Regions from separate parts of the Mus musculus genome. Here all the other regions are linked to region 6. The links are chromatin contacts, called in public HiChIP or PLAC-seq maps. All regions are on one chromosome and are shown on one strand. Each heading gives the region's core, a stretch centred on a gene start, on an enhancer-like site or on the middle of the called end of the contact. The rest is flanking DNA. Distances are from core to core; before and after follow the strand shown.

Evidence for each region. HiChIP or PLAC-seq counts read pairs in DNA pulled down with a chosen protein or histone mark.
Region 1: a RAD21 HiChIP or PLAC-seq map of pro-B cells shows a contact between it and region 6, with 2.6 times the contacts expected there. The contact joins two enhancer-like sites. A contact is called at or near these places in 1 of 15 datasets of contacts at CTCF or cohesin (pro-B cells), 1 of 484 Hi-C or Micro-C datasets (myeloid progenitors) and 1 of 115 datasets of contacts at active chromatin or transcription factors (large pre-B cells).
Region 2: a RAD21 HiChIP or PLAC-seq map of pro-B cells shows a contact between it and region 6, with 5 times the contacts expected there. The contact joins two enhancer-like sites. A contact is called at or near these places in 2 of 15 datasets of contacts at CTCF or cohesin (large pre-B cells and pro-B cells), 1 of 484 Hi-C or Micro-C datasets (Th2 cells) and 1 of 115 datasets of contacts at active chromatin or transcription factors (large pre-B cells).
Region 3: a contact with region 6 is called in a RAD21 HiChIP or PLAC-seq map of pro-B cells, with 3 times the contacts expected there. The contact joins two enhancer-like sites. A contact is called at or near these places in 1 of 15 datasets of contacts at CTCF or cohesin (pro-B cells) and 1 of 115 datasets of contacts at active chromatin or transcription factors (large pre-B cells).
Region 4: a RAD21 HiChIP or PLAC-seq map of pro-B cells shows a contact between it and region 6, with 3 times the contacts expected there. The contact joins two enhancer-like sites. A contact is called at or near these places in 2 of 15 datasets of contacts at CTCF or cohesin (large pre-B cells and pro-B cells).
Region 5: a CTCF HiChIP or PLAC-seq map of pro-B cells shows a contact between it and region 6, with 4 times the contacts expected there. The contact joins two enhancer-like sites. A contact is called at or near these places in 2 of 15 datasets of contacts at CTCF or cohesin (large pre-B cells and pro-B cells) and 1 of 115 datasets of contacts at active chromatin or transcription factors (large pre-B cells).
Region 7: a contact with region 6 is called in a RAD21 HiChIP or PLAC-seq map of pro-B cells, with 2.3 times the contacts expected there. The contact joins two enhancer-like sites. A contact is called at or near these places in 2 of 15 datasets of contacts at CTCF or cohesin (large pre-B cells and pro-B cells) and 2 of 115 datasets of contacts at active chromatin or transcription factors (large pre-B cells and pro-B cells).

Annotation. Positions count from the first base shown.
Region 1 is chr12:114,930,760-114,934,325 of GRCm38.p6, forward strand. It overlaps Igh and the pseudogene Ighv1-41. Among named protein-coding and RNA genes, the nearest start is that of Gm40899, 170 kb to the left of the region's middle. Within about 2 kb of position 1,597, at least 23 of the 459 cell types and tissues checked have an H3K27ac peak or open chromatin away from gene starts, as enhancers often do. A contact at or near this core is called in pro-B cells, where this site is marked.
Region 2 is chr12:114,979,632-114,983,477 of GRCm38.p6, forward strand. It overlaps Igh. Among named protein-coding and RNA genes, the nearest start is that of Gm40899, 220 kb to the left of the region's middle. Within about 2 kb of position 2,315, at least 19 of the 459 cell types and tissues checked have an H3K27ac peak or open chromatin away from gene starts, as enhancers often do. A contact at or near this core is called in pro-B cells, where this site is marked.
Region 3 is chr12:114,908,243-114,911,771 of GRCm38.p6, forward strand. It overlaps Igh and the pseudogene Ighv1-38. Among named protein-coding and RNA genes, the nearest start is that of Gm40899, 150 kb to the left of the region's middle. Within about 2 kb of position 1,764, at least 10 of the 459 cell types and tissues checked have an H3K27ac peak or open chromatin away from gene starts, as enhancers often do.
Region 4 is chr12:114,331,047-114,334,681 of GRCm38.p6, forward strand. It overlaps Igh and the pseudogene Ighv8-1. Among named protein-coding and RNA genes, the nearest start is that of Mir7094-1, 140 kb to the right of the region's middle. Within about 2 kb of position 1,690, at least 4 of the 459 cell types and tissues checked have an H3K27ac peak or open chromatin away from gene starts, as enhancers often do. A contact at or near this core is called in pro-B cells, where this site is marked.
Region 5 is chr12:115,001,217-115,004,777 of GRCm38.p6, forward strand. It overlaps Igh and the pseudogene Ighv8-3. Among named protein-coding and RNA genes, the nearest start is that of Gm40899, 240 kb to the left of the region's middle. Within about 2 kb of position 2,100, at least 12 of the 459 cell types and tissues checked have an H3K27ac peak or open chromatin away from gene starts, as enhancers often do. A contact at or near this core is called in pro-B cells, where this site is marked.
Region 6 is chr12:114,607,641-114,611,164 of GRCm38.p6, forward strand. It overlaps Igh. Among named protein-coding and RNA genes, the nearest start is that of Mir7094-2, 96 kb to the left of the region's middle. Within about 2 kb of position 1,776, at least 35 of the 459 cell types and tissues checked have an H3K27ac peak or open chromatin away from gene starts, as enhancers often do. A contact at or near this core is called in pro-B cells, where this site is marked.
Region 7 is chr12:114,186,952-114,190,608 of GRCm38.p6, forward strand. It overlaps Igh. Among named protein-coding and RNA genes, the nearest start is that of Mir7094-1, 280 kb to the right of the region's middle. Within about 2 kb of position 2,215, at least 4 of the 459 cell types and tissues checked have an H3K27ac peak or open chromatin away from gene starts, as enhancers often do. A contact at or near this core is called in pro-B cells, where this site is marked.

The DNA.
Region 1 (3,566 bases), core at 347-2,846, 320 kb after region 6:
AAGCTGGAAAGAACCTAGATGCCCCTCAACAGAGGAATGGATATAGAAAATGTGGTACATTTACACAATGGAGTAGTACTCAGCTATTGAAAAGAATGAATTTATGAAATTCCTAGGCAAATGGATGGACCTGGAGGGCATCATCCTGAGTGAGGTAACCCAATCACAAAGGAACTCTCACAGTATGTACTCACTGATAAGTGGATATTAGCCCAGAAACTTAGGATACACAAGATATAAGATACAATTTGCTAAATGCATGAAACTCAAGAAGAACGAAGACCAAAATGTGGACACTTTGCCCCTTCCTAGAAATGGGGAAAAAACACCCATGGAAGGAGTTACAGAGACAAAATTTGGAGCTGTGACGAAAGGATGGACCATCTAGTGATTGCCATATCCAGGGATCCATCCCATAATCAGCCTCCAAACGCTGACACCACTGCATACACTAGCAAGATTTTGCTGAATGGACCCAGATATAGCTGTCTCTTGTGAGACTATGCCGGGGCCTAGCAAATACAGAAGTGGATGCTCACAGTCAGCTATTGGATGGGTCACATGGCCCCCAATGGAGGAGCTAGAGAAAGTACCCAAGGAGCTAAAGGGAACTGAAACTCTATATGTGGAACAAAAATATGAACTAACCAGTACCCCGGAGCTCTTGTCTCTAGCTGCATATGTATCAAAAGATGGCCTAGTCGGCCATCACTGCAAAGAGAAGCCCTTTGGACTTGCAAACTTTATATGCCCCAGTACAGGGGAACGCCAGGGCCAAAAAGGGGGAGTGGGTGGGTAGGGGGTTGGGGGGTGGGTATGGGGGACTTTTGGGATAGCATTGGAAATGTAAACGAGGAAAATACCTAATAAAAAGAAATAGAAAAAAAAAGTCTGGGTACCCATGAACCCCTACTATATCAAGGTTTACAAGCAAATTTGGGTAGGAGTGGCGTTAATGATCCTCTTCATTTATAAAATCAGCAGTGATGAAAAGGAAGTAAAGCTTTGCAAGGCACCAGTCCTGCACCTGCCCATTTCCATCAGTAGCTGTTCAATGAGTACACTCAAGATGAATATGTTGGCTAAATTTTAGAAATCTGTGTTAGAAAATCTCTGTACACTTATTTTTCTACAATTTATAATATGGCTTTAATAAATGTACCAGAGAAGCACCAAAAAATATTTAAGACTTTGAAAGGGATTTTCTTTGCTCAGAAGTTGGAATTCTACAGATCAAATTCATATACTTTTTTTCAAGCTATTCCAAATTCTACTTTCACTCAACCCAGACATATTTTTATCATCCATAATCACAGTTTCCCTTTTTTGTTGTTTTATGAAAGAAGAAAAATGTCACTGTTATCGATATTGAGAAGGCATTGAGTACTCTAGGAACATCCTAAATCAACAGCATATAATTCATGGATGTATTTCTGCAAAGTTGAAAACCCACAGTAGTTCTTTAAGAAAGAGACACAAAAAATGGACTGCCCAAATGACGGCTTCTGATCAAGTCTTCAAGCGAATATTCTCTAAGTCTTCTCATTCCCTGGGCAGTTTGCTCCTCCTCCAGTATTACTGACACACTCCGGATGTGGTTACAGCACTGTATCTTGCACAGTAAGAGTCCACAGAGTCCTCAGATGTCAGGCTGCTGAAGTACATATAGGTTGTGCTGAAGAATTTGTCTGCAGACAATGTGGCCTTGCCCTTGAACTTTTCATTGTACCCAGTACCACCACTGTAAGGAATAATATATCCAATCCTTTGAAGGCTTTTTACAGGACTTCACCCAGTGCATGTAGTAGCCAGTGAATGAGTAACCAGAAGCCTTGCAGGATATCTTCACTGACCTTAGGTCCAGACTGCTTCAGGTGGACCTCAGAGTGGACACCTATGTGGAGAAAGGAAGAATTTATGTAAGTGACATCCCAGGCCATTTCTTTTCTTCAGATTTGGAACTGGTGATCCCCTTACCTGTAGTTCCTGACAGGAGGAAGAGAAAGTTCCAGCTCCATTCCATGTTTAGAGACCGTGTGTTCAGGGACTGTGGAGAAGACGTTGGTCATATGTGGTTTTCAGGGTGTGGACATTCCTGTTTTTAACCACCATGAACTCAGGTAATTTACATATTCATGAGCAGGCCACTTCTTACATAAGAACTTAGTCCAACTGGTGAAGAATTGGAGAGGAAGGACTGAAAAGGCTCATGGGTAAACTAGCAGGATGTTCTAGTCCAAATCCAATAACTCCCTGAGGAAATGCACCCCATACACTTTCTGTTAGCCCTTCACTGCTGGTATGGCTGCAACTAAAGGGATGAATGTTTCAATCTATACTTGGCCTATGTCTGTTGCTCCACTCTGGGATATGTTAACATGTTGATTTACAGATAATGCTTTTTGAAGATCAAGATGTTGGTGATGATAATTTTGAAGATGATGATGAAGAAGATAATGATAATGTTGGGAATAGCCATTAAAAAGATTTAATGTCTTAATTAGAACACATTCAGATGTTAATAAGGAAGAAGACAAATGGGAAAACTGATGACATGGATGTGGAAAATGTTGAATCTTTACTCATTATTAATATGAGTGCACTAGTGTGGTATACTGACTTTAGAATTCTGTTTGAAATTGTCACCAAAAAGAGTAAAAAAACTGTGCTGTGTCCCGGCTCCTTCCTTCCCAAGCATGTACACAAATAACTCTATATTATTACATAGACAGTTACACATCCATGTTTATTGCTTCTCCAATCACAGAAACTAGGAAATGGAATCAATTTACATTTATAAAAAGGACAAATAGATACTGACAATGTTTGGGTTATAGACAATGAAATATTCCTCAGTATATATGAGAAAATATTATTTGCATACTAATGAGTAAGAACATGGAATATTTGCTCTATGATGTCAACCAGGTCCATAGAAACAAACGCTTTATGTTTTCATTTATGTGTGGTTGCATGATTTGAATAACACACTATGATCATTCCTACCTCCACTCTGACCCTCTGGTTTTCTTTGGGACCTTCAAATATGGCTTTCTCACAACATCCTGACGACGTCTTTTATTGGTTATTACATTTATTTATATATCAAATGTTATCTCATTTCCCTGGTTCCCCTCAACTAATCCCCTATCACATCACACCTGCCCCTGCTTCTATAGGTTGCTCCCCCAAACCATATATCCACTCCTGCCACATCCTTCTAGATTTCTCCTATGCTGGATCATCGAGCATTCACAGAACAATGAGCCTTCCCTGCTATGGATACCAGGTAATGTAATCCTCTGATACATATGCAGCTAGAGCCATGATTCCCTCCATGTGTACTCATCTACATGTGGAGGTCCGTGGGGCCACTGCCATTATGTGACTGATATCCACAACTCTCTATGGTGGGCTGTGGCTATATGATAGGGGTCTAGTCTCAGGAACAGACAAAGCTCCCTCTGTGTTTCTGGAGCTTCAAGCTGAGCTCAAACTTAGAGGCTTCTACTCATGGTCCCTTGCCTAACAGAAAGTAATTCCCACTCAGTGCAAACATATACAAG
Region 2 (3,846 bases), core at 1,065-3,564, 370 kb after region 6:
CAAAAAAATATATATTTTGCCCATCAGGCATCACATGCCAAAAGACCTTCAGCTTGGTGTGGGCCTTCAAGTGTTCTTCTCCATCAATTTTGTAATGGTATTAAAAATAAATTATATTATTTTGGGGTGAGGAGAGGGTACCTATGTATCAAAGTAGATATATTAACCTCAGAGGAATACTTATGTAATTCAGTTTCATGAGATTTACCTGATATTCCTAAGCTTACCAGTAGACATCTTTACCTGCTCAGCTATTTAGAGGTCTCACATGTGGTAATTTTCACTGGATTGATTTGTGTATCTTATAATGTTAAATATATCTACTGAGAGTTCTTACATGCAATAAAACAGTTAAATCTCTGGAGATAGAATTTGATATCCTTTAACCCCATTTTCTATATCTCTTTCCCTGTTTTATGATGGTTCTTGATTTTGATTTTTGGGTGAGAGGTTGGTATTATTACTCGTCTGTGCCTGAGTACTCTGTCAATCATTCTCAGCACTCTGACCACTCATGATTGGCTGCATTGATCTTTACACACAGCACATATGGACCTCTGTGATCAAGGCTCAGACAGTCTACAGGATATAAAGGTAAATATTTATAAGGAAGTTTGACAGCATGACCCTAGGGCATATATCATCACTAAATATCCTTTTAAACCACACTTTCCTAGGATGAAGACTTTCCTATGAAAGTTCACCAAAAAAATAAATAAATAAAATTGCTTTGTCCCAGAAAAACCCTCTCAAACATGTACTCCAATGGCACTACATATTATTATGCAGATGGTCATACATCCATATTTATTCACAGCATGTTATTCATGCTCAAGTTACAGCACAAAGAAGAGAGAATCATCTTAGATTTCCAACAAAGCATAAATAAACTTGAAAAAATCATAAACACAGTAAAATGAATATCACTCAGTTGTAAAATAAATTATGTAATCTATAACTGTCTCATTGGAACTGAAAAAATATACTGAATAAATCACTCCTATCTATAAACCAAGTGATTCACTCTCACTTATATGTGTTCAAAGATTTAAATATTTTGTTTGGTATATTGAATTGTAGAATCAGAGAGACTAGAATTGGGACAGTAAAGTATGAGGAATTTATAAACATGATAAAACAAAACAGAGATATTAATAATAAAAAAGTTTTAAGATTTAGATTATAAGAGCCAGAGGGTGTGGATAACTCCAAAGAATGAATGTACTTCAGACACAATTGGACAGTTGCACATGTGAATTCACAGAGACTGTGACTGCAGACTCAGAGCATGATCCAAGTCAACTCAGATAAAATTTGCAGATGGAAATGGACACACAGGCTCTCACTGCTAACCAAGAAGTTCTGCATCCAACACTCACACACAAAGGAAAAACTAGTTTTCCCCAATGGAGTTCATAGGGGACACTAAGCACAATTAATCTTGTAAAATCTGCTTAGCAGTTGGTAGCACAAAAGAAAATCAAAACAATGGTATTTTTGCAGACATTTTTTCTAATATCTTCAATTCTGATTGTCTCACTGACATTTGGAATATATATGATGGATAGAAATTTGTGGTTTTACTGGTTTCCGTGTGTGTGTGTGTGTGTGTGTGTGTGTGTGTGTGTTTGTGTGTATGTGAGTGTGTGTGTGTGTGTGTGTGTGTGTTCAGTTTATTTTCTTTAGTTTTTGGTTGCTTTTAAATCCCTTTTAAATTAATTTCTCATTTTTTGGTTTTTCAGAAAGAATAAAATGTGTGTAGTTTAGTGAGTTGGTAGGTAGGAAGGATCTGGAATAAGTTTGGGATGAGGGAATGAGATATTAGAATACATTTTGTGTATTTTTTCAAAAACTATAAAAAGCAAATAAAATAAGTAAACATAAAACTGTGAAGTGTTTAATAAAGAATCTTTACCATGTTTGGGCATGGAGATATCACATGTCAATCAAAGCTGGGCAGATCAGTTAATACAATTACGAAAGGAAACCACAGATTATACAGAGTCCCGTCCCCATCCATCTCATCTCTTTATGAGAATTCTTGTCCACATGCTGACCCCTGCTGGTCATGAACTCCTATGCATTTAGGCTTGTCATGTCTCACACAAAGTTGCACAGTCTGCCTTAAGAAATTCCTGTAACTCCAGTGTTTACAGAGCTCAGCTGAAGGGATAAATGGCTCTAGTTTACCTAGGGATAACGTTGTCTTCATCAGAGATTTTAAGTTGTGCTACTATGGTTATAATATCCCTCTCAAAGACAGATTCTACCTTGGTCGCATTTGGATCCAGCTCTATGAGTTCCCATTTCTAGAAAAGCAATAACAGGAAGTAACAGCTGCTTTGCTGTTTTCATCAGGCTAGACCTCTGGCAGAACACCTGTGACAGAGGGTAAATCAATCTCCCTACATTGTTTATTAGACAGAGTGAAAACACTTACACAATAATTGTACGCAGGAGTGAGACTATTGCTATCAATAACTAAAATGTTGAAGCAGATTAGGACCTGTCTGAAACTTAGAAGCTCAAACAATTTTGAACATAGTGCTGAAATAGGGCTATACTAACAAGTAAAAACTCTGCTTAGAAAAGATGAAATAGAGCAATCAGATAAATGTCTGAATCTTAGAGATCTGCAATGAGACTTACTCCATAATTTCATGGGCTCTCAGGGACCCCAACAACAACCAAAAACAATACATAGGCTTGACCAAGACACCCAACGCATGTATAACAAATGGGTAGCTAAATCTTCATGTGAGTCCCCTAAAAACAGGAATGGGGGCTGTCCCTAAGGTGCTACCTGTCTTGAAATCCACTCCCCTACTGGACTAACTTGTCTGGCCTCAGTGGGAAATGATGCCCCTAACCCTGCAGAGACTTAATAGGCCAGAGTTGGGGGATATCCAATGGTGCACCTACCCTCTCAGAGGAGAAGGGAAAGGAATAGAAGGAGAGACTTGTTTATGGAAGACCAGAGGAGAGGGCAGCATCTGGAATTTAAAAATCAGTCAATCAGTCAATAAATAAAATGCCCCCATTGGATATCCTAATTAACATGTCAAATTAAAAATAAACTCCTCACCCTGACATAGGTTAACCCATATATATAAATATGGGAGATATATATATATATATATTTGCCCTCCCACTACTCCTTCCTGATCCTTGTCACCTCTTCTCCTGTCTGGATAAACTTCCTTCCTGTTTCTTGTAAAAACAGGCTTCTAAGAGGTAAAAATAGAACTTAGCAAAATAAAATATAATTAGCTAATATAAAAGGCATTTAACTGAAGTTGGAAAAGGTTAATCAACAAAAGCAAAAGAGTCCTAAGAAAAGGCACATGAATCAGAGGTCATCTAATTCAAACAATCAGAAGTCCCATAAAACAACTAAAATAAAAGTATAATATATACAAAAAGGGCCAGAAACAGATCCATGGTGGCCCTGTTCTTGCAAATGTCTTTGTGAGTTCTTGTGACGTTGGATCAGTTGAGTTAAAGGCCTTCAAATCCCGGTGCCTATTGTCTCTGATGATTTTTTTTATTGGCTATTTTCTTTATTTACATTTCAAAGGTTACCCTGTTTATCCCCTAAAAATCTCTATACCATCCCCCCTCCCCCTGCTTCTGTTGGGGTGTTCTCCTACTCACACAGCTACTCCTGCCTCCCCACCCTAACATTCCCCTACACTGGGACATTGAGCCTTCAGAGGACCAAGAGCCTCTTCTCCCATTGATGCCCAACAAGGCCAACTTCTGCTACATATGTGGCTAGAGCCATGGGTCCCTCCATGTGGACACTTTGGTTGGTGGTTTAGTCCCTGGGAGAACTGGGCAGTTCTG
Region 3 (3,529 bases), core at 514-3,013, 300 kb after region 6:
GAGGTTCCCAGCATCTGCAATAGTGTCTGAGTTTTGCAACTGCATATGGGATGGATCTCCAGGTAGAGCAGTCTCTGGATGGCCTTTTCTTTCGACTCTGCTCCACATTTTATCCCCATAATTCCTCCTGTGAGTATTCTGTTCCCTCATCTAAGAAGCATCCACACCTTGGACTTCCTTCTTGACATTCATATGGTCTGTGAATTGTATCTTACATATTCTTAACTTTTCAACTAATATCCACTTATCAGTGAGTACATACCATGTGTGTACTTTTGTGATTGGGTTACCTCACTAAGATGATATTTTCAGGTTCCATCCATTTGCCTGAAAATTTCATGAAGTCCTTGTTTTTAATAGCTGAGTAATTCTCAATTCTGTAAATGTACCTCATTTTCTGTATGCATTCCACTGTTGAGGGACAATTGAGATGTTTCCAGCTTCTACCTATTATGAATATGTCTTCTATGAATGTGTTGGAGCATGTGCCACCCAAATACTCAAATGCTTGAACAAGCCTAAGGGGCCAGGAAGTCAATGTGATGGTTTGTATATTTTCAGCCCAGAATAGCACTATTTTAGGTGAGGTCCTGTTGGAATAGGTCTGACACACTGGGTGTGGGCTTTAAAACTCTCAGCTTCTTGGAAGCCAGTATTCTGCTAGCACCCTTCAGATGAAGATGTAGAGCTCTCAGCTCTGTTGGCACCATGCTGGCCTGGATGCTGTTATGTTCTCCTGCCTTGATGATACTCAACTTAACCTCTACAATTGTAAGTCAGCCCCAAATAAATGGTGTCCTTCATAAAATTACCTTGGTCATGGTCTCTGTTCACAGCAGTAAAACCCTAAAAAAGACATATGACATATATGAATAGTAAATTCAGATTGCAGTAGGATTTACTGGACAACACTCTTATTTCTAACCATTGTCTCGGAGTCTTCATTTCCATCTCTCCTATAATCATTCTCACTCCACCATCACAGGACTGTTCAACTTGACAATGGCAGAAATGATGGAGCTCTGCATCCTGATATTAATACCTCTTATATTCTAAAACTTCTGGCAGACCATAGAAGCAAGTTAGTAAAACAACTAAAAATCACTTAAAACTTAAGACTCTGTCCTTTTCCACTCTGTTGCAAAATCTCATGTTGCCTGTGGTCTTGGTCCTGATGAGAAGATTCAAAATTTAGTAAAAAGTCTGGGTCCACATGAACCTCTACTCTACCTAAGATTACAAGGAAATTTGTGTTGGAGCAAGGTAAATGACCCACTTCATTTATAAAATCAGGAGTTGTGAATAGGAAGTAAAGACTTAAGACTTTGAAAGGGCTTTTTCTTTGCTCAGAACTTGGTGGAATTTTACAGGTTAAATTCAGCTTATGTTTTACTCCCAGCTATTCCAAAGTTCTATTCTTTCACACAATACTAACATAATATTATCATGCATAATCATAGTTTCCCTTTTTTGTTGTTTTATGAAAGAAGAAATAAGTCAATGAAAGTGTTCACTGTTATCCATATGGACAAGGCATGGAGTACTCTAGGGACAGCCTAATCAACAGCATGTACTTCATGGATGTCCTTCTAGAAAGCTGAAAAAGCACAATAGGTTTTTAAGAAATAGACACAAAAAAAAACACTATTCAAATGACTGCATCTAAGCAAAACTACAAGTGACTATTCTCTAAGTCTTGTCAGTTCCAAGGCAGCTTTCTGTACCTCCAGAGTTTTTGTATCATACAGGATGTGGTTATAACACTGTGTCTTGTAGAGTAATAGACCGCAGAGTCCTCAGATTTCAGGCTGCGGAGCTCCATGTAGGTTGTGCTGAAGGACTAGTCTACAGTCAATGTGGCCTTGCCCTTGAACTTCTGGTTGTAGCCAGTATCACCATTGTAAGGAATAATAAGTCCAATCCACTCAAGGCTCTTTCCATGGCTTTGCTTCACCCAGTGCATTTAGTAGCTAGTGAATGAGTAACCAGAAGCCTTGCAGGATATCTTCACTGAAGCCCCAGGCTCACGAGCTCAGGTCCAGACTGCTGCAGCTGGACCTCAGAGTGGACACCTGTGTGGAGAAAGGAAGAATTTATGTAAGTGACATCGCAGGCCATTTCTTTTCTTTAGATTTGGAACTGGTGATCCCATTAACTGTAGTTCCTGACAGGAGGAAGAGAAAGTTCTAGCTCCATTCCATGGTTAGAGTCAGTGTGTTCAGGGACTGTGGAGAGGACACAGGTCATATGTTGTTTTCAGGGTGTGGACATCCCTGTTTTTAACCACCATAGACTCAGGTAATTTGCATATTCATGAGGAGGGGACTTCTTACTTAAGAACTTAGTCCAACTAGAGAAGAGCTGGAGAGGAAGGACTGAAAGGTACATGGGTCAAGCAGCAGGATTATGCAAATCCAATTACTCTTTTAGGAAATATATCCCATACATGTTCTATAAGTTCTGCACTGCTGGTATTTTTGTAATTACATGGACGAATCTTTCAATCTATTATTGGCCTAAGTCTTTGGCTCTACTCTATGGATATGTTCACATTTTGATTTAGAGATAATGGTTTGTGAAGATGAAGATGATGCTGAAGAAAATAATGATGATAATGATGTTAATACCCATTAGATGAGTGCAGTTTAAAAATATTTAATGTATTAATTAGTACTCCATCAGATGTTGATAAGGAAGAAGACAAAGGCGAAAACTAATGACATGGATATGGAAATTGTTGAATCTTTACTCACTATTGATATGAGTACACTAGTGCAGTATACTGACTTTGGAATTCTATTTGAAATTGTCACCAAAAAACAGAAATAAAACTGTGCTGTGTCCCAGCTGAATCTCTCCCAAGTATGTACTCAAATAACTCTATATTATTACAAAAACAGTTGCACATCCATGTTTATTGCTTCTCAATTCACAGAATCTAGGAAATGGAATCCGTTTAATTTCAAAAAAAAGGACAAATAAATACTGACAATGTCTGGGTTATAGACAATGAAATATTTCTCAGTTTAAAACCATGAACTCTTATGTTATACTTATGTGTAAGAACATGGAATATTTGCTCTATGATGACAGCCAGGTTCATAGAAACAAATGCTTCATGTTTTCATTCATGTGTGGTTCCATGATTTGAATAATATACTATGATCATTCCTACCTCTACTATGTCTCTGGTTTTCCTTGGGACCTTCAAATATGTCTCTCTTACAATATACTGACCAAGTCTTTTTTATTGGTTATTATATTCATTTATATATCAAATGTTATATCCTTTCTCTGGTTCCCCTGCACAAATCTCCTATCCCATCACACCTGCCCCTGCTTCTGTAGGTTGCACCCCTAAACCATATATCCACACTTGCCTCATCCCTCTAGAATTCTGTTATGCTGGGTCATCAACCATTCACAGGATAATGAGCCTCCCCTGCCATTGTTGACAGGTAAGCTAATCATCTAATACATATGCAGGTGGAGCTATGAGTCCCTCCACGTGTATTCATCTACATGCTGA
Region 4 (3,635 bases), core at 440-2,939, 280 kb before region 6:
AGTTCCGCGAGATTGGATTGGGGCAGGCACTGTGATCCACTCACCAGAGGTCTTAGGGTCCCGTGGGGAGTCCCGTGTGGACCCTTGCGGGTGTTGGGCAAGACTCTGCTGGCAAGGTAGCCCGGGGCTCGAGTCACGAGTCGAGCAGAAGGGACTTGTGCCCCAGATCAGGCCCGGGTAGCCTGCTTCCCTATGTACCGCAGTCTCGAGTTCCGCGCGATTGGATTGGGGCAGGCACTGTGGTCCACTCACCAGAGGTCTTAGGGTCCCGTGGGGAGTCCTGTGTGGACCCTTGCGGGTGTTGGGCAAGACTCTGCTGGCAAGGTAGCCCGGGGCTCGAGTCACGAGTAGAGCGGAAGGGACTTGTGCCCCAGATCAGGCCCGGGTAGCCTGCTTCCCTATGTACCGCAGTCTCAAGTTCCGCGCGATTGGATTGGGGCAGGCACTGTGATCCACTCACCAGAGGTCTTAGGGTCCCGTGGGGAGTCCTGTGTGGACCCTTGCGGGTGTTGGGCAAGACTCTGCTGGCAAGGTAGCCCGGGGCTCGAGTCACGAGTCGAGCGGAAGGGAGAGAGTTCTTATCCTTGTCCATAATGAATAGTGCAGGAAACAATAAGCCTAACTACTGGTGTGTAATTAACACCACAAATTAGTTTTATTCTGAAGAACTCCTTCATGATCTTTTTTATTAATGTGTGCATGATACTTCATAGAAAATAAAGGCAATCAAAGGTACTAATGAAACTGTGAGGAAAGTGACAGCTTTTTTATCTATGTCCAAAGGGACATTCCTGGTATTTGTTGTTGTTTCCTAAATTTCAGCTACAAAGGCAACATTTTAACCATCAGCTTTCACACACTTTTTTAACAACACTTGATACTCATGTTTTCTAATTTTTTTTCTACTTTATTATTCCTTCATTTACTCCTTGGTTATGCTAGAACTGTGCAATGTGAACACCTGTTTAATCACATAACTAAAGGAATGCCATGAATCAAGAGTGAAAGATAAATTCCCTGAAGCCTGAGAAGTTGTGCTGTTTCATGCAGCACCAGTTTGTGAGAACAAATCTCTCCTATTTAAACCCATTGTAAGAACTGCTCATTAGTCATTGCAAAGAAGAATGTACATCCTTGACAAAGACAACTCCCTATCACTATAGGATGTGCTGCAGCTTTAAGTCATACATGGGAGTATCTCCCTCTTGCACAGCTGACATATCTCTGTCAGAAAGGAAATGAGCTGATAGTGGAATTTAACATGAGTTATACTATATTCAGTAATACTATTTACAAACAAATAATGTTAGCATATTGTACCCTGGAATGTATTTTTCACCCCTTTACTGATATTCTCATAATATACCTAGTCTTGGATACTTCCAAGTGTTTCTGGAATCCATGGCAGGGGTTTCAATAACCAGAGAAATATAATAAACCTTCACCCCAACTCTATTTGCTTTAATACTATTTCTCAGTTTCATTCTTCCTCAGGATGAGGTCCTGGTGGCCACAGATGAGTCACTTCTGCCCTGCTATTGCTCTACATTTTGTTCTGAACAGATGGTATCCTATATTTAAATATGTCCCCCAGAATTAAAGATATATTTATTTGAAACCATTCAGAGCATTTTTGCCATTCACAATTCTACTCCAATTCTGTTGATCTGGAGATCCTTGTGTGCCAGTGACCTCTGCTGGCCATGTGCAGTTTTGTGTCTGAGTTCACAGTTCATGTTCCTCACTCTGTCATAGAGTAATAAGGGGCAATGTCCTCATTTCTCAGACTGTTCATTTGTAGATAAAATAAGTTTTTAGAATTGTCTCTGTAGTGGCAAATCTTCCCTTCACAGACTCTGCATGGTTTTTTACACTTTTCACATATTTTATATCTGCTAACCACTCTAGCCGATTCCCTGAGCCTTATCAAAACCAGTGCATCCAGTAATCATTGAAGGTGAATCCAGCAGCTTTAGAAGAGAGTTTAAAGAATCCTCCAGGCTATATCAAAGAGCCTCCAGATTCTAGAAGCTAAACCTCATCCTCTAAGCCTGAAAAACCAAGATAATAATAGTCAGAAAACCACTCCATATATCTACAGTCTCTCTTATGCATATCCTCTTAAACAGAGTTTCTACTCTGTGCATTTCCTTTTAAAAGAGTAACAAGGAAACCCAATCTAAGCCCCAATCCATGGTGAGTAGTTTATTTTCAGTGCTACTCACTTAGAGGGAAGACCTGGCCAAAATCCAGGGCTCAGCCCCTCTGCCACAGGTGAGTCTAAGCCCAGGGCTGGGTTTGATGAGGAGCAGAAGCCTCTATTTTCATTACCTGTTCCTGTATAGTAAGCTCTGGGATGGAAATCTGTGAGAAGACAGTGCACAGAAAAGATGCAAGGAAGACTTCTGTAGGGGAAAAGAAACTGTCCATAAGACAAAAAGGCCACCAACAGATTGGGAAAGAACTTTTACCAATCCTAAATCTGATAGGGGACTACTATCCAGTATATACAAAGAGCTCAAGAAGCAGGACTCCAGAAATTCAAATAACCCCATTAAAAATGGGGCACAGAGCTAAACAAAGAATTCTCAACTGAAGAATAACAAAGGGCTGAGAAGCACTTGAAAAAATGTTCAACATCCTTAATCATCAGTGAAATGCAAATCAGAATAACCCTGAGATTCCACCTCACACCAGACAGAATCGCTAGGATCAAAAATTCAGGTGACAGCAGATGCTAGCAAGGATGTGGAGAAAGAGGAATACTCCTCCATTGCTGGTGGGACTGCAAGTTGGCACAACCACACTGGAAATCAGTTTGGTGGTTCCTCAGAGAATTTGAAATAGTTCTAATGGAAGATCCAGCAATACCACTCCTGGGAACATACTCAGAAGATGCTCCAAATTGTAATAAGGACAAATGTTCCACTATGTTCATAGCTGCTTTATTTATAATAGCCAGAAGTTAGAAAGAACCCAGATGTCGCTCAACAGAGGAATGGATACAGAAAATGTGGTAATTTACACAGTGGAGTACTACTAAGCTATTAAAAAACAACAAATTCATGAAATTCTTAGACAAATGGATGGATCTGGAGGATATCATTCTAGGTGGGGTAACCCAATCACAAAATAACTCACATGATATGAACTCACTGATAAGTGGATATCAGCCCAGAAGCTCACAATACCCAAGATACAATTTTCAAAACACACGAAACTCAAGAAGAAGGAAGACCAAAGTGTGGACACATTGATGCTTCTTTGAAGGGAAAACAAAATACCCATGGAAGGAGTTACAGAGACAAAGTTCAGAGTAGAGATTGAAGGAATTACCCTCCAGAAACTACCCCCACATGGTGATCCAATTGCATAAGCAACCACCAAACCCAGACACTATTGCAGATGCCCAAACGCTTTCTGACAGGAGCCTGATAAAGCTGTATCCTGAGAGGCTCTGCCAGTGCCTGACTAATACAGAAGTGGATGCTCACAATCATCCCTTGGATGGAGAACAGGGTCCCCAATGAATGAGCTAGAGAAAGTACCCAATGAGCTGAAGGGGTTTGCAGTCCCCTAGGAGAAACAACAATATGAACTAACCAGTAATCCCAGAGCTCCCTGGGACTAAACCA
Region 5 (3,561 bases), core at 850-3,349, 390 kb after region 6:
TTTTTTATAACATAGTCCTGTCTGTCTGTGTCTAGACTTGATAATGTCTGTAAGGGAGCATTTTCTTAGGAAGACTCTGTACATGATCTGAGAAAATATCTCAGCAGTGAAATATTTAATGTTCTCCATAGATTCTTACTTTTATTGTCCATACAGAAATACAGAAATTACATAGGATGAATCAACTGGGTAAGAGGCAACTGACTGGAAACTGCTGTAAACTCTCCGATCAGTTTGTGCATGAGCATGCCAGAATCAAACAAACATGTTTTGTCTTTCCATGATGTTCTAGTTTATTGAATAGAAAGAGGTACACAAGTTTTGCAGCCTTTTATCCCAGTTTGTTTCACTTAAACTACATTTGTGTACTAAAAACTATGTTATATTCAATAAATTTTGATTACACTTTTCTTATCCACTAGATCTTCATTCGTTTGTTATCAACTGAAATTCAAATCCTTTCTCTCACTCTTTAACAAAATAAAAACATAAAAGCAAGAATTAATTTCTGTCCCTTCATCTCTCTCTCTCTCTCTTTGTTTGTATCTGCCCCCTCTCTCTCTTCACACACACACACACACATACACCAACTACACCAACTCAAAATACCACAAAATCTGAAACCAAATATACATAAAAAGACTAATAAGACAAAAAGTATGCAAACAAAGGTATTTGACACAAACACTCTATAAATATACCATTGTTTTTGTTTTCTTTGTCCAGATCCTGGAGCTACCTTCAGGTATGTTTAAAATAGCCAGTGAGACTCAACTGAAGAAGACTAATTTTTCTATGAACATGAGTAACATTTGAAGATATATTCTTAGCTAGAGGTGGAAGCACATGTCCACTTCCCCCTCTCTGAGGAGGGCCAGACTGGCTTGAACATATCTAAGCCCTGTGCTTGTTCTAATATTATATGTGAGTTCATATATGCATCTGAACTACTGTGCCTGAATGAGGATGTTTCTTGGGCATCATCCACCAACTCTGGCTCTTACAATATTTCCACCTTCTCCTTTGAAAGGATCCCTCACTTCGTAGAGGAAGGCTTGATGAGTACAACCACATTGGTCCAATATGTCTCAGACTCTAGTAATTGTTTATTATTGGTTCTATGTTGCTGTCCATATGCTACAAGAAACATCTCCAATGATGGTTGATTGACATCCTGATTTAAGTGTATTTATGGGTATGTAATTAAAATCATCTTATTACTATCAGGCTTTTTTAAAACAATAGACTTTGGTTTTCCACTAGGACTATATTCTATCCAATTTCAGGTTCTTTGAGAATTTAGCACTGTCAGCATGATTTCCATCTCAAAAGCCTTAAATTTCATCAAAGAATCAATGATTAATACCATAACATCTGTGCCACTATTACACAAACATGACCCATAGGAAGATAAAAATTTAGGTAACCAGCTTTATAGCTGGGTGATTAATACTTTTCACCCCTGATACCATACAAAATACATAGAGTTCCATGAACACCAGTAAGGAGTGCTTATGTTTGTACTTTGGGAAAGGCTCTAATTCCCTAAGTTCACTGAAATATGTAAGTATTCTCTTTAACAATATGTTATTACAATCGGTTTGTGAAGAGCAGCAAATAGCCATGGGAATAGCCTGAAATTTTTCAGAGTATCCCTGAGAAACTCTGAGCCAATGAATCAATTTGAGAGGGTACATTCAGTAATTCCCACATTTCACATACACAGCTGCATACTGATGGTGAATATTATAATGATTTTGAATTTTCTGCTGAGGGAATTGTGGCCTAAACATGAGTGGAACCATAACTCTGATCCACCTAGTGTAGGCACAAAACATTCTTTTTTTTTTTCTGGCAGCCCAGTGGGAGGAAAATTTTAATGTAGTTATTCTAACCCAAGGGATACAGGTTCAACACAAGTCCATCCAGGCAGCATGGTTTGCAGCCCCTTGAAAGGCCTCTCCACATCACAGAGGCCTCCTATTCCTCAAACATTCTTCATCTTTATAAAAACAAAACACAGGCAGACTCAATTGTGAACATCTTAAAAGGAACCTAGGTTGACTATCAGGAATAGGAAGCCCTTAACCTAAGAACAAACAGGAAACCACAGAGGCCAGGAGGAAAGGAGTGGCCATACCCTCTTATAATATAATAGGATGGAACAGAGCTGAAAACCATCATAAAATACTTTACAGCTGAAAACTGAGGCACCGTAGTATGTGTCAGTATTTGCAGTGTCCACATTGATGATCTGGAGTAATGCTTGGTTGTTTGAGGTGTCCTTGGAGACTGTGAGCTGACTCTTAATAGATGTGTTGTAGCACTTATCATAATTCCAACAAATTGTTGTCAAACCTTTCCCTGAAGGCTGATGAATCATGGTCCTACCAGAAGTGCTCAGTGAAAACACAATGAGCAAGTCAGACTGTGAGCCTGGGAGGGATGCAATACGCCAGGGCCAGACACTTTCAAAGTAACCTAAGACAGAACCTCTGTGAAGAAAATTAAAGCAGATCAAGGTTGAAATAGGGTGAGGATAGAAAAGTTTATCCCTTAGGGAGCCTTGGCACTCACATGTAGGGACAATCATCAGCAGGAATGAGGAAGTAAGGCTGTTCATAGTTGCACACTAATGAATTCAAAGTCTCAGCTTTGGATTTTCAATTCAAGTTTCTTTGGAGACAGGAAAGATTTGCATCCCCTCATCAGGTGTTCACCCTGATGCTCTCCTTAAGTTTTAGAACTCAGAGGAACCAATTTGTTATAGGAATCACAGGAGCCCTCAAGGGAGATCACCTCTGATACCCTTAAAGAGTAACTAACTGAAGTCCAGAGTCCTCAGAATAAAGCACTTCTAATGAATGCTGTATTGAAGAGAAAGATTGAGAAAACCCCTTGGTCTAACGTGAAGAGTCTTGGCTCTGTTCACTCAACCTGGGAGCATTACCTTTTGTTTTTGCAGGTAGAACACGTGAAGAACTCAAAGCATTGATGTTTCTCCTTCCTTTGTTTTTCTGTGTGTATGAGGCCAGAAACTGCTACGTATAATGTGAGATGTGAATCTTGTAAGGACATATTTTCATTCACACACACACAAACAAAAAATAAATACGGATTCTATAAACTCCTTGTAGAGTTTAAGAATATGCATGACCTGCATGCTGGCTTCTGTGAATGTTATAATGATACAGAAGAGAGTGATGTTTCATTGACTACAGTTAGCTGTCAATTTCCTGCCTCACATTTTTCTGATTTCTGTTTACTCAATAGTCGGTACCTTCATCTATATAGTGACCACTATTTGTGAAAATATTAAAAGCAGAGAAATATTGTTTGTTAGTTCACATCTGTCAGATGCTAAACATCTTAGAGAATGGTACAATGGGCAGAAGATGCTGGAAGTCACGCACTGGGCCTGGGGGATTTTCATCAATATTTCAGAGATGTTTAATGCATAATGTATTCTCCTTTGTTTCTGTAAATAATTATCTTTAGAACATAGAATTAATAGGAATTGCCTAAATTTGGACAGCTTTCATAGTGAATTTTTGGTATGAA
Region 6 (3,524 bases), core at 526-3,025:
CACAGGTCCACACATCTTCCCAGCCATCCAGGCCAGCAAGTGGAACTTGGATTTTTTTTTTATAATTTTTATTAGGTATGTTCCTCATTTACATTTCCAATGCTATACCAAAAGTCCCCCACACCCTCCCACCCACTCCCCTACCCACCCACTCCTACTTTTTGGCCCTGGCGTTCCCCTGTACTGGGGCATATAAAGTTTGCAAGTCCAATGGGCCTCTCTTTACAGTGATGGCCGACTAGGCCATCTTTTGATACATATGCAGCTAGAGACAAGAGCTTCCGGTACTGGTTAGTTCATAATGTTGTTCTACCTATAGGGTTGCAGATCCCTTTAGCTCCTTGGGTACTTTCTCTAGCTCCTCCATTGGAGGCCCTGTGATCCATCCAATAGCTGACTGTGAGCATCAACTTATGTGTTTGCTAGGCCCTGGCCTAGTCTCACAAGAGACAGCAATATTTGGGTGCTTTCAGCAAAATCTTGCTAGTATATGCAATGGTGTCAGCATTTGGAACCTGATTATTGGATGGAACCCTGGATATGGCAGGCTCTAGATGGTCCATCCTTTTGACACAGCTCCAAACTTTGTCTCTGTAACTCCTTCCATGGGTGTTTGTTCCCAATTCTAAGAAGGGGCAAAGTGTCCACACTTTGGTGTTCGTTCTTCTTGAGTTTCAGGCATTTAGCAAATTGTATATTATATCTTGGGTATCCTAAGTTTCTGGGCTAATATCCACTTATCATTGAGTACAAATTGTGTGAGTTCCTTTGTGATTGGGTTACCTTACTCAGGATTGTACCCTCCGGGTCCATCCATTTGCCTAGGAATTTCATAAATTCATTCTTTTTAATAACTGAGTAGTAGTCCATTGTGTAATTGTACCACATTTTCTGTATCCATTCCTCTGTTGAGGGACATATGGGTTCTTTCCAGCTTCTGGCTATTATAAATAAGGCTGCTATGAACATAGTGGAGCATGTGTCCTTCTTACCAGTTGGAACATCTTCTGGATATATGCCCACGAGAGGTATTGCAGGATCCTTCAGTAGCATTATATCCAGTTTTCTGAGGAACTGCCAGACTGATTTCCAGAGTGGTTGTACAAGCTTGAAATCCCACCAACAATGAAGGAGTGTTCCTCTTTCTCCACATCCTTGCCACCATCTGCTGTCACCTGAATTTTTTATCTTAGCCATTCTGACTGGTGTCAGGTGGATCTTTTATCTCATTGGGTTAACAGCAGGATCAGCATAGTGATGTTAAATTCCTCTTGACAATCCAATTTGGAAATCACGAATCATTTTCTACTTAAGAGAGTAGCTATAAAAGGTTTATTTCTGTCATTGTATTACTTCCTTCTAAGCTAAAGAAGTTGGTGTCTGGGCCAAATCAAGAAAACATCATTTATGACATTTTATTGAATAGGAAAAAAAAACTGCTTTGAATTCCAAATGACATCCTCATAATGACTGAACCACAAAACATTTGAGGTACAGAACATTACACGTAAGACATGTTACTTGACTTCAGGATACAGGGAAACTGAAAAGGGAAACAAAGCTATGGTCAGACCCCTTAACTGACCAGGTATGAAGCAGAGCTCTGCAGGTGTATCCTGCAGGCATTTGTAGGTTAGTGTGAGTGTGACTGCAGGATCACCAGTTTTCCAAAATTTACCAATCCATTTCTGGCAACTGCTGTGAAGCTCTCTGTAGGTACTAGAAGCAAAAGTAGCACCACTCAGAAGCCCTTTTCACAGGTGCACACCAGAGGGGAAACAAGGAACCCCTCAAGGGTTGAACAGGAAGGACATCTGGCTGACAGATGAAGTGATATGACTGTGAAGTTCAAATGACAGTTGTGATCTTACTGCCAAAACACTTAGTATCCTGGCCTAAGGATCAATGTTTATGAGCAAGGTCAAGAAGTATAAAGCTTTCTAAACTCAGTTTGGGAAGCTCTTGTGCTTTGGTGTACAGAGTAGTACTTTTCTAAGTGTTGAAGTAGTGCACAGGTATTTATAAGAAGCTGACACTAAAAACATTCTTCCATACATTGGTAAAGAAGCAAACCCAACCCAATATCCTTTAAGACTGTTGCTTAGAGACTACATGAGATTCTAGGCCCTTTAGTTGTAAAATCCAGTCTCATGGTTACAAGAAAATCATAAAATAGATTCTATGTAGTCACACCTTAAGCTTCACTATGAAGCAGGAATTGGAATGATTGTGGAAATTCATATTGTCTAGAGAAACTTTTTCAAGTTCTTTTGTGTTTAAATATACCTAATCTTACTTTTCTTAGATGTCTCCAAGTCAGAGCCAGGTTGAGGAAGTCAATCTGAACCACGTTCTCATTCTCATCTCTATGCATGGGTTGCTCTGACACCTCCAGGGACCCCTCAAGCAATAATAGGTCTTCCTAGAAGATATGCACTTACAGATTAATTACTGAAAATACAGAAACACGGAGACACATACATATACAAACACATAGATACACACATACAGAAATTCACAGACACACACAGAAACATACACACACCACTCAAACACATGGTTTAAAGCCCAAACATCTTACTCATCTTTCACTACACCTTAGCATTACACATTTTACATATTCGCCTTAAATCATTTATTAAGTCTTGGCCTCAGATTATACTTTAAACAACTTAAAAAGAGACAGGAAACATATAGTCTGGGAACTTAGGCTTATGTGCGATTTATACAAAAATGATGTTATCAGAATTCTTTAATTTATAATTTTCATTAATTCATTTATTTATTCACTTTACAACCTGGTCACTGCTCCCCCATCCCATCCCACTATGCTTTCATACAGTCAGTCACACAAGTATTCCATCCTTCTCCTCTGAGAGAGTGGAATAGACCTGTGTATTCTCCCACCCACTTGGCATGTCAAGTCTCTGCATCATTAGCCACATGCATCCCCAGAGGCCAGACAAGGCAGTCTAGCCAGTTAAACATATTCCACAGACAGGCATCAGCTTTGGGATATATCCTGCTCCAGTTGTTGGAGGATTCATATCAAGACCTAATACAGAACTGCACATCTGTTTCATATGTGCAGGGTGCTAAGGGCTAGGTCCAGGCCCTGTACGCTCTTTGGTTGGTGACTCAGTCTCTGATAACTTCCAAGGCTCCAGGCTAGTTGACCCTACTGGGCTGCTTACAGAGTTCATGTCTCCTTCAGGGAAATTAAGTCTTCCCACAACTTTTCCGTAAGAGTCCCAGAACTCCATCCAATATTTGGCTGTGAGTTTCTTCCTCTGTTTTAGTTAACAACTGTTAAGTGGAGCTTCACAGAAGATAGGCTAGACTCTGGTTTGCAAGCATAATAGAGTATCATTAATAGTGTCAGAGTTTGGTACTTGAACATCAGATGGGTCTCAACCTGGACTGGTTATTGGCTAGCCATTCCCTCACTCTCTGCTCCATCCTTGTCTCTGTTGTTTGTAGACAGGACACATTTTGGGTCTTATTTTTTTTCTAATTTTGAATTG
Region 7 (3,657 bases), core at 965-3,464, 420 kb before region 6:
ATGTTCTTCACCAAAATACTATAAAAACAGTCTCTAGGACACATAATGAAGTTCTTCTCTACTGAATACTTTTTGTCTAGTCTGCATAATTCAAATCACTCTCAGTAACAGAGTTGGAAAATTAAAATAAAATTTACTTTGGTCATGGTATCTCTTCAGAGTAATAGAAACCCTAACTAAGATAGTTGGTTTTTGTTTTTTCCAGGTAGGTTTCTTTGTGTAGCCTTGGCCATCCTAGAACTAGCTCTGTAGACCAGACTGGCCTTGAACTCACAGTTATTTGCCTCTGAGATTAAAGGCATGTGCCACAACTGCAAGGATAAGAATTATCTTACTTGATCACCACATGTGGTGCCACATGCCTTTGATCATAACACTTAGGAGGCAGAGGCAAGCCAAAATTTGATCAAGCTAGCCCAGTCTATAGAAAGAGTTCCAGGGTAGCCAGGGCTACACCGAAAACCTTAACTCAGAAATTAAGAATTGCCTTTCTAATCTGTCTCAGTCCTCCTTCAGCTTGAAATTTTCTACTGAATTAAATCTAATCTCCTTGTTCTAATTTCTGGAACCTTCTCTATTTGCCCCACCCTCACACTTTTTTTTAAAAATAATTCATTCGTGAAGCAAAGTTTAAAGTAGATTACTGTTAACAGAACTATCAACTATAAGCAGTGAAGGTGGATTATAGAGAGGGATCAGCTGGACTTTGCATCCTAGTCAATACTCTTAGGAAGTACTAGGTCCAGCATCCTTTAAGTGGAGTTGGATAGTAGTATTAGCTTCCCAAACTAAGGCTTTATCATGCATTATAACTACTGATATTGAAGGTTCTTAAGGGATTTTTCCAATCCTATACCCTCCTTACAGCTTTCCTCTTTGGCCTAGGATCAAGGCTAGGCAAAGCTCCATTCTCTACCCACATGAATATTCTTGAGTAAAAAATTCTCAGAAAAACCACAGAATGTACTGACTGATAGTCACCTGATCCTCTGGAATGTTCCAGGTAGAGTTGAAGTGTGTGTCATGCTTGGTAGCCAATGAATTTAAAGTTCAATATGCTTAGCTAATAAGAGCTGTATTCTTGCTGATGTAACCTGTGCCCCTAAAATGTATAAAAACTGCTTGTAACAGCCATTTGGTGTCACCTTCTAGTAACTCTTCTTGAAATTAATTGAAGGTCGAACCCCTCATATAGGAAAATAAACCTCTTTTTTTTTTTAAGGATTTATTTATTTTATGTGTATGGGTACACCGTAGCTGTAATGATGGTCGTAAGCCATCATGTTGTTGCTGGGATTTGAATTCTACTCACTCAGGTCTAAAGATTTATTTATTATTATATCTAAGTACACTGTAGCTGACTTCAGACACACCAGAATAGGGTGTTAGATCTCTTTAACGATGACTGTTGAGCCACCATGTGGTTGCTGATTTTTGAACTCAGGATCTTCAGGAGAGCAATCAGCGCTCTTAACCAGTGAATCATCTCTCCAGCTCAGACCTCTTGTTTTTTCGTCAATCTGTGTCTCACCCGGAGACATGTTGAAGTAAGGGTCTTATGGTAAACTCAGAGAACCTACCTCCTGTAAAATATACAGATGTGAGGGATTTGCTTTAAGGAAGTTGTTGGTGAGTCCTCTGACCTGTACACCTTGCTCCATCTTCCAGGGCTGGTTAAAGAAGCCTCCTCCAGTTTACCCTGCACAGGGAGGGACTGGAGGGGTCAGGCGGCTGTGGCAGTGTCTCACTGCTTTCAACAAATTTGAGGATAACTTGCTCATCATTTCCTCCAGAGAATACTTTAGTGTTTCCACTGTTTAAAGCCAGGCAGAAAATGTTGGAATGGTGATCCCCCTTCAGCTGTCTGGGTTTGACCCTGGAGCAGATAGCTTCTTCCATGTGCCATAACAGAAATTGGAAATCATCTTCCCCTGAGACCAGCCACTGGCCCCCATTGTTGGAGAATTCAATGGCATTGACACAGCGGAAGTGGCCGAGAAGGTCCTTCTTGTAGAAGTTTCTGCAGCCCTGCAGGTGTCTTCTTTCATACTTTCATGCTGCCCCCTTCATTCTGCCCCTAACCAGGCCAGCTTTTCTCTTCAAGCAGGAACTGCTGCAGCCCCTCCCTTGGCTGCATGCCAGGGTGCTGCTCTCCTCCTGTCCCTTCCTGCCTGCTGGCTCATAAGGACTTCAGACTTTCTCTTCTTCATTTCTCTGGGAGTAGAATCAGCACTGTTGCAAGAACTTGTGGATCAGCTGTGTGGACAGTTGGGCTTCCCTTAACATGCCCTGCTACTCTAAAGTCTGGACAGCCTACTCAAGAGCATCAGAGGATAATGCAGACCACACTGCTTCCTGTGGAGTCCGAAGTTGTAGTCTGGAAAAGTGTGTCCAACATGACATCACAGTGCAAGACTAAGTTATCCAAGAGCCTGCTGCACATGACTGGACTCAGAAACCAAGAAACAGCTAGAAGAGGAGGAGCTGAAGATGATCAGCGACAAGCACTGATACCTGGGTTTTCCCTGGGTTCCATAAGAAAAGTGCTCGTGCTCGTAGCCTTTAAATAAAAAAGATACAAAATGGGAGATTTCAAAAACGTGATGTAGCTATTAGCTGTTCCAAGTGGGAAAACTTTCCATGCAAATTCTACTGGAAAAGTCTGATTTTAAAGAAGCTGTAAAGGTATTCATTTTAGGACCCTGCCTTGTACCTGCTTAATCCACTGCTCGTATTTTTGCTGGTTTGTAATAGCATGAATCCTAACAATATTTTGGTCATGGAAATTAGGAAGAGGATGGTAAGTTCAATACCAGCCTTGGCCAACTAATTAGACCTTGGCAAAAGAAAACTAGGAAGAATTCTTAGGACACTGTATGTTGGAGGTTGACTTCTGTATAAAGTATAGAAAAACACAGTAATATGCAGCTTGTCAGCTGTGTAAAAAAATACCTGTTAGGTTTTTCAGTCTGGACAAGCATTTGCCATTGGCATAGTCATGGGGTCTTTACTGTTTGTCCCCGAGAATTTTTTTCCTTTCCACACATTAGAATGTAATAAATACTGACTACTTCTATCAATCATTGAAAAATCTATGTGCCGAGTAAATTCAGTAGCTGAATTGTGATAAATAAAATCTGAATTTGATTTCCTAACTCTATATCTGTGCCTATTCAGCTATCTCAGGACCACTTTGAAGCTGAAGACATTGACCCAAAGGAAATTATGTATCCAAATGAAACAGAACTGCAAAAACCTGGTCTAGAGACAACAAAATAACTGAAAGCAAGATGTGGAGAAAGAGGAACACGCCTCCATTCTTTGTGGGATTGCAAGCTTGTAAACCACTCTGGAAATCAGTCTGGTGATTCCTCAGAAAATTGGACATAGTACTACTGGAAGATCCCGCAATACCTCTCCCAGGTATATATCCAGAAGATGTTTCAACTGGTAAGAAAGATACATGCTCCACTATGTTCATAGCAGCCTTATTTATAATAGCCAGAAGCTGGAAAAACCAAGATGCCCCTCAACAGAGGAATGGATACAAAAATTGTGGCATATTTACACAATTGAGTACTACTCAGCTATTAAAAAGAGTGAATATATGAAATTCTTGGCAAATGGATGGACCTGGAGGGCATCATCCTGAGTGAG